Regions from separate parts of the Mus musculus genome. Here region 1 is linked to region 2. The links are chromatin contacts, called in public Hi-C maps. All regions are on one chromosome and are shown on one strand. The core of a region is the stretch at or near the end of the contact, and the rest is flanking DNA. Distances in the headings are between cores, read along the strand shown.

What was found. A called contact is a pair of places that touch in the nucleus more often than the background predicts.
Region 1: a contact with region 2 is called in a Hi-C map of the G1E-ER4 cell line, with 6 times the contacts expected there. The contact joins two enhancer-like sites. A contact is called at or near these places in 4 of 39 promoter capture datasets (the HPC-7 cell line, cranial neural crest, liver and 1 more), 14 of 484 Hi-C or Micro-C datasets (the AML12 cell line, the BV-2 cell line, the G1E-ER4 cell line and 8 more) and 1 of 9 other capture datasets (embryonic stem cells).

Annotation. Positions count from the first base shown.
Region 1 is chr14:66,783,482-66,786,181 of GRCm38.p6, forward strand. No RefSeq gene overlaps it. Among named protein-coding and RNA genes, the nearest start is that of Gm5464, 84 kb to the right of the region's middle. Within about 2 kb of position 1,335, at least 18 of the 459 cell types and tissues checked have an H3K27ac peak or open chromatin away from gene starts, as enhancers often do. A contact at or near this core is called in the G1E-ER4 cell line, where this site is marked.
Region 2 is chr14:66,560,166-66,562,865 of GRCm38.p6, forward strand. No RefSeq gene overlaps it. Among named protein-coding and RNA genes, the nearest start is that of Adra1a, 74 kb to the right of the region's middle. Within about 2 kb of position 1,421, at least 19 of the 459 cell types and tissues checked have an H3K27ac peak or open chromatin away from gene starts, as enhancers often do. A contact at or near this core is called in the G1E-ER4 cell line, where this site is marked.

The DNA.
Region 1 (2,700 bases), core at 85-2,584, 220 kb after region 2:
TCATTTTGTACTTCCTATTGTTCCATTTTTGTCCACGGGGAGCTACTTCAGCTTCTTGGTCTTTTATGGGGAGAGTCTGGGTCTTACTTATATGAAGATGGTATGTCATCTGATGAGGCCAAAACATAACAGTTACTACTGGTGATATTCGGATGCTCACACGTGAATGTGGATGCTGATTAAATGGTAACTTATGCTGTTAAACTCGTATCTGTCATCTCCAAAACCTCCCCTCTATCCTGGGCTCTACAATGTAAGAACTCGACTCCTGCAAATGCTATTTCTCCTGTCAGTGGACTTGTTGCTAGCTTCTGCCAGTAGGAGGCAGTAGAGGGAGATCAGCTGGATGGAGAAGGATTCTGCCCCTCCTTCCTGCCAGCCCTGTGTAGCAATGACACTTCACCATAGTGGCCACATTTACTTCAGCTTCTAGACTCTTCCCAAACTTCCAGCGCTACGCTACGCTACGCTACGTTACGTTACACAACGCTACATTTCATGCTGTCTCACGAGTGGTTCGGATGATGTCAGTCTCTGCTGCACAGAGAGCCTCCTTCAAGCTTCCAGTCTCTCACATCCATGGTCTTTTACTTTTACAGTTTCATGTGCAGCCTGTTCTTTACATGAAATCGTCGTCCACACACATCGTCTGTGCTTTCTTGCATGCATCCTCACAGATACAGAAGTAAAACTTATAACCGTACAACTAAGAAATGAGAAGCCGTCTGCAAAATGAAAGCAGCTGCTTTGGTGGGACATGCTCACGGGGGCTTTCTTATCTGTCTTCCAGTACTTCTAAAGTTCTGCTGTGACAGCATTTCATAAGCCTCTGTCCTTTACAGAGGACGGCATGTACCCAGGGCAAACTACCTCCCACATGCAATGATAGGTAAGGAGACCAATTTATGTAACTTGTTGGTAATTGCCAGGTGGGCGGAGACAGAGTGTGAATTGCTGGAAGAGAGAGTAAACAGAATCCTGAGAGAGATGGTATCTAGGGAGAAATGTTTTCTGGAAACAGAAAAGGCCATTGAAGGGTTCAAAGACAGCAGACACACTTCACCACACTGGAAGCTCCCACATATAGAAAGCAAGGTGATGACTCAGTCGGTCGAGTGCTTACCACACAAACATGAAAACCTGGGTCTGGATTCCCAAAACCTGTGCAAAGGGTGAGTACTGACCCCTGACCTGTAAGCCCTATGCTAGAGGGGAGGAGACAGGGGTGGACCCCCAGCGGTCTCTGGCTAGCCAGCCTAACCTAATCTGTGAAGTACAGGCTCCCAGCGATAAGGTGGAGAGCCATTAAAGAGGATACACAGCATAAACCTCTGGCCTGTGTGCAATGTGTATCCGATTGCCTGCTCTTGTTTGCGCTCTCTCTCTCTCTCTCTCTCTCTCTCTCTCTCTCACACACACACACACACACACACACACACACACACGGAGAGAGAGGGAGTAGGTTATGACCATTTATTTCTTACCATTTGTAACGAAGTAGGGTACACAAGGAAACTTGGGTGTACATAGGACAAGAGCAAGCTGGGCTCCCAGAAGCTTTCTCCAAGACAGAAATGCTCCTCTAACTCATTCTCTGAAGCTTCAATGCAGGCATCAGCGCCCTCTGCTGGCCAGGATGCAGAGCACGCCACAGACCGCCCAAATAGCTTTAAGCTGACACCCTTAAGTGTCTTTTGAAGACCCAACTCCCAGCCCCTCTGACTGTGACTGCTTTACGCTAAAATGAGATCTTTGAGATGGGCCCTAATTTAATATGTCTAGTGTCCTTTGACGATGAAGCAAACAGGCATAGACAGAAGGAAGACATAGGGAGACACGCCTTGCACAGTTAGGGAGACACAAAAGAATCCCACCCAGCCAGGGCCTCCGTTTCGGACCGGACTCCCCAGAGATATGATAAAATAATTTCCTGTGGATTTTCATTGCATTTTTATTTATGTATGTAGGAAGGGGTGTGTGCCACCGCGTATGTGGAGGTCAAGGAACAAGTTTCTGTAGCTGGTCCTCTCATTCCACCATGTGGATCCCAGGCTGACCGGCACACCCACAGTGATGCACACCCACAGTGATGCACACCCACAGTGACGCCGTACCTTACCTGATCAAGGAAGAAACTAACATCTGAACCAGCAGTTCTCAATCTGTGGGTCACAACCCTTTTGGCGAACCTCTGTCTCCGAAACTATTTACATTATGATTTATAACAGTAGCAAAATTACAGTTATGAAGTAGCAGTGAAGATACTTTTATGGTTGGGGGGAGGGGTCCCTACAACATGAGGAGCTGTATTAAAGGGTCGCAGCTTTAGGAAGGTCAGGAACCACTGATCTAAAGCAACGCAGTTAGTTCTGCTTGGCCTACCCCATGCACCCCTGAATCTGGCCTAGTGTGAGCCTTTGGAACGCACCACTTAGTCTTTTATTTTGAGGTGCCCTCCCAACTATCTCCTTCACTCTGCGTTCATATTTCTATCTGATGTCATTCTCTCCCCAGCTAAGGGATTTGCTTTGACAGTTCTGCAGGCTGAGAGTGCTATCAATACACTCTCTCAGCATTTCATGCCTGAAGAATTCTGTATGTATATATATTCATTTTTAATTTTCCAAAACATCTGTACTTGGAAAATTAAAAATAATAATTAATAATAGTAAATTCTTACCTAGAGTTTTTTCCTTTGGG
Region 2 (2,700 bases), core at 171-2,670:
ATAAAAGTATAAACAAAACAGGTTTATGTGACTCACCTCTCTGTAGACAGAAGGTTAAAGAGAGCAAAGTGCTGGTGTCGTGGTGAGGGCCTTTGGTTTCATGAAAACCCAGCTGTGAAGCAGAAACAGGCTGTACAGAAGAGAAACATCTGCAAAGCCAGGCGAAGAGTGAGAAGGGAACCAGGCTTCTTTCAAAACAACTCATTCTCCTGGGTCCTAATCCACTTCTAGATCTTACATGCTAGCGTCAACCTCACCAGTAAAGTAAGCCCCCTCCCCCTCACGACCCAGTTTCCTTCCACCAGATCCCACTTCTTAACAAGCTCACTGTCTCAACACTAGGGACCAAGTTCTCTGAGCATGAACCTTTGGAGGACAAGCCATACCAACCATAGTCTCTATTGCTGTAGAAAATCTCACCGAACTTATCCAATATCTAGTCTCGCTTCTAAGTTCCTCTTCATAAAATTTATTTTTTTAACACAATGAAGTATAGTTTACATTGACGGCTGTCATCCTCTATCTTGCAGTGCTGTAAAGGACTACTCAAGCCTGGGGAATTTATACACTAGAATCTGTTTGGCTCCTGACTCTGGAGGTTGAGGCGTCTAAAAGCGATCATGGTGTTTGCCAAGCACCTTCTTGCTGTGTCATGGTGGATGGAAGGAGGAGGGGCACACAAGAAGGAACTGCTTTTATAACAAGCCCACTCCCATGATACAACACCAGCCCACTCCTAAGGTCTCTGTTCTTGTGGAACACCTCCTTCTCACTGGTACTTATCAAGCCTACTGGACCTGGGATTACATTTTTATGCATGTGAGAGGGAAGTTTCCAAACCGTAACATTTGCCAATCTCCTGACTAGTGAAAATCAAGAATCAAACATGGCTCACAGTAACATTCATCATCATCTGGAAATGTCAATTCAGTATGGACCGACTAAAGTAACGATGGGGGAGAAAAATTATCACTGCTCACAGATTGTCTGATTTTCAATCTAAGATACACCAAGAAAAATAACTGAAAATATCTGTGACCTGAATACGGATACAGTCAACTGTCGTTTCCTTATCAGCACAATGCCTTGTAACATTTCTAAGGCTTTATTATCTCTAAAATTATTTGCCTTGGAAGGGAACATTGGCTTTCTTTTCTGACAACTCTAATATCTATCCCCTGAAGAGGATAGATGGCCTATGATTCTAAAATGCAGAAGTGCAATAATATTTAGTGTGTATTAACTGTCTAAAGCCATCACTAGCACAATCCCTATAAAATAGGGAAGGAAAAGTGGCCATTTTTCAATATTCTTAATTGAGCAATAAATCAACTGAAGTGAAACTGGATTTCAAGGCAAGCTTAATATAATGATGTTCAGACTCCTGGGGTTTGAGTCAAGGTTTTGAAGATCGGGTGCCTATTTAAAGATCTAGCTAGCATAAGCTCTATCGTCATTGTAAAGGACACTCTGTGTCACTGGGTCCTGTCCTGTAAGTCTGGGGGAAATTATGTTTCCAATGACTCTTGGCACATCCTTCAAGATGTAATTGCCGAGTCATTCAGCAATTCTCCAGTTAAAAATCTCCAACCTTTAAGTTGCAGAAAGGAAGTTATATTGCAGAAAGCAAGGATATTAGGTGGGAAAGAGTGCAGAGGAATTCAAATGAGAGCTGATTCACTGCCATTAGAAGAACGTGACTCAGCAGGAGGTGATTCTAAGTCACAAGAGCCTGCGGTTAGCAAGTTCTCATAAGCCTTCTGCATCAGGCCACTGTCATCTCACTAGGTGACAAGCTGTGCCAATAAGTAATTATCATAGTCTTACTTGTCAAGGAAATCTCATCATTATCCAGATTCATCTTCCAATCTAAGCATCCCATCATATAGAATCCAAACCACAAGCTTACAGCCATAGCACAAAACTGAATATGGTAACAAACAAGGATGTGTATATGGGTGATGCTCTGTATACTGTAGGTGGCCCTGGGGCAACTGGAATTAGTGGATGTTAGAGACAAGAGAAATGTAGATGGCACCCGACCTAATACCCACACTTGGATAAATGTCAGGATTAAGAGAGCTGGCATTCAGTGTCCTTCCAGAAGCACTTGGCTCACTCACCATACCTAGGCTGTCTGTTCCCCCACAATGTCAACTTTTTCCTAATTCAACTGACTGCAAGCACACTGCAGAAAGCAAAGAATTATGTCCTTTGGGTTTATGGGAAGTTTGGTGTGCTTCTTGTTTGTTAGTTTGAGAAAAAAAATATAAACAAATTCTTCATCTCTACATAGACCAGAAAAGAGAGATGTAAAGATTACTGGAAAATACAGTTCATTTAAGTCAAACAATATACACGTGCCTGCACACACACACACACACACACACACACACACACACACAGAGAGAGAGAGAGAGAGAGAGAGAGAGAGACAGACAGACAGACAGGCAGGCAGGCAGGCAGGCAGGCAGGCAGGCAGGCAGGCAGAGACAGAAACAGAGAGACAGAGGCACAGGCAGAGAGGTAGAGACACATATTGTTTAATAATAAGGATATGAGAACTCTCACCATTGTGCAAACATAACAGAATGTAGTGACACACTGAAATGGCTGCAGTATTGCTGAGAAATGTACACATGGTCCATCATTGGCTAAAACATATTTCTGTGCCACATGCTCAACATTCACATGCATAAT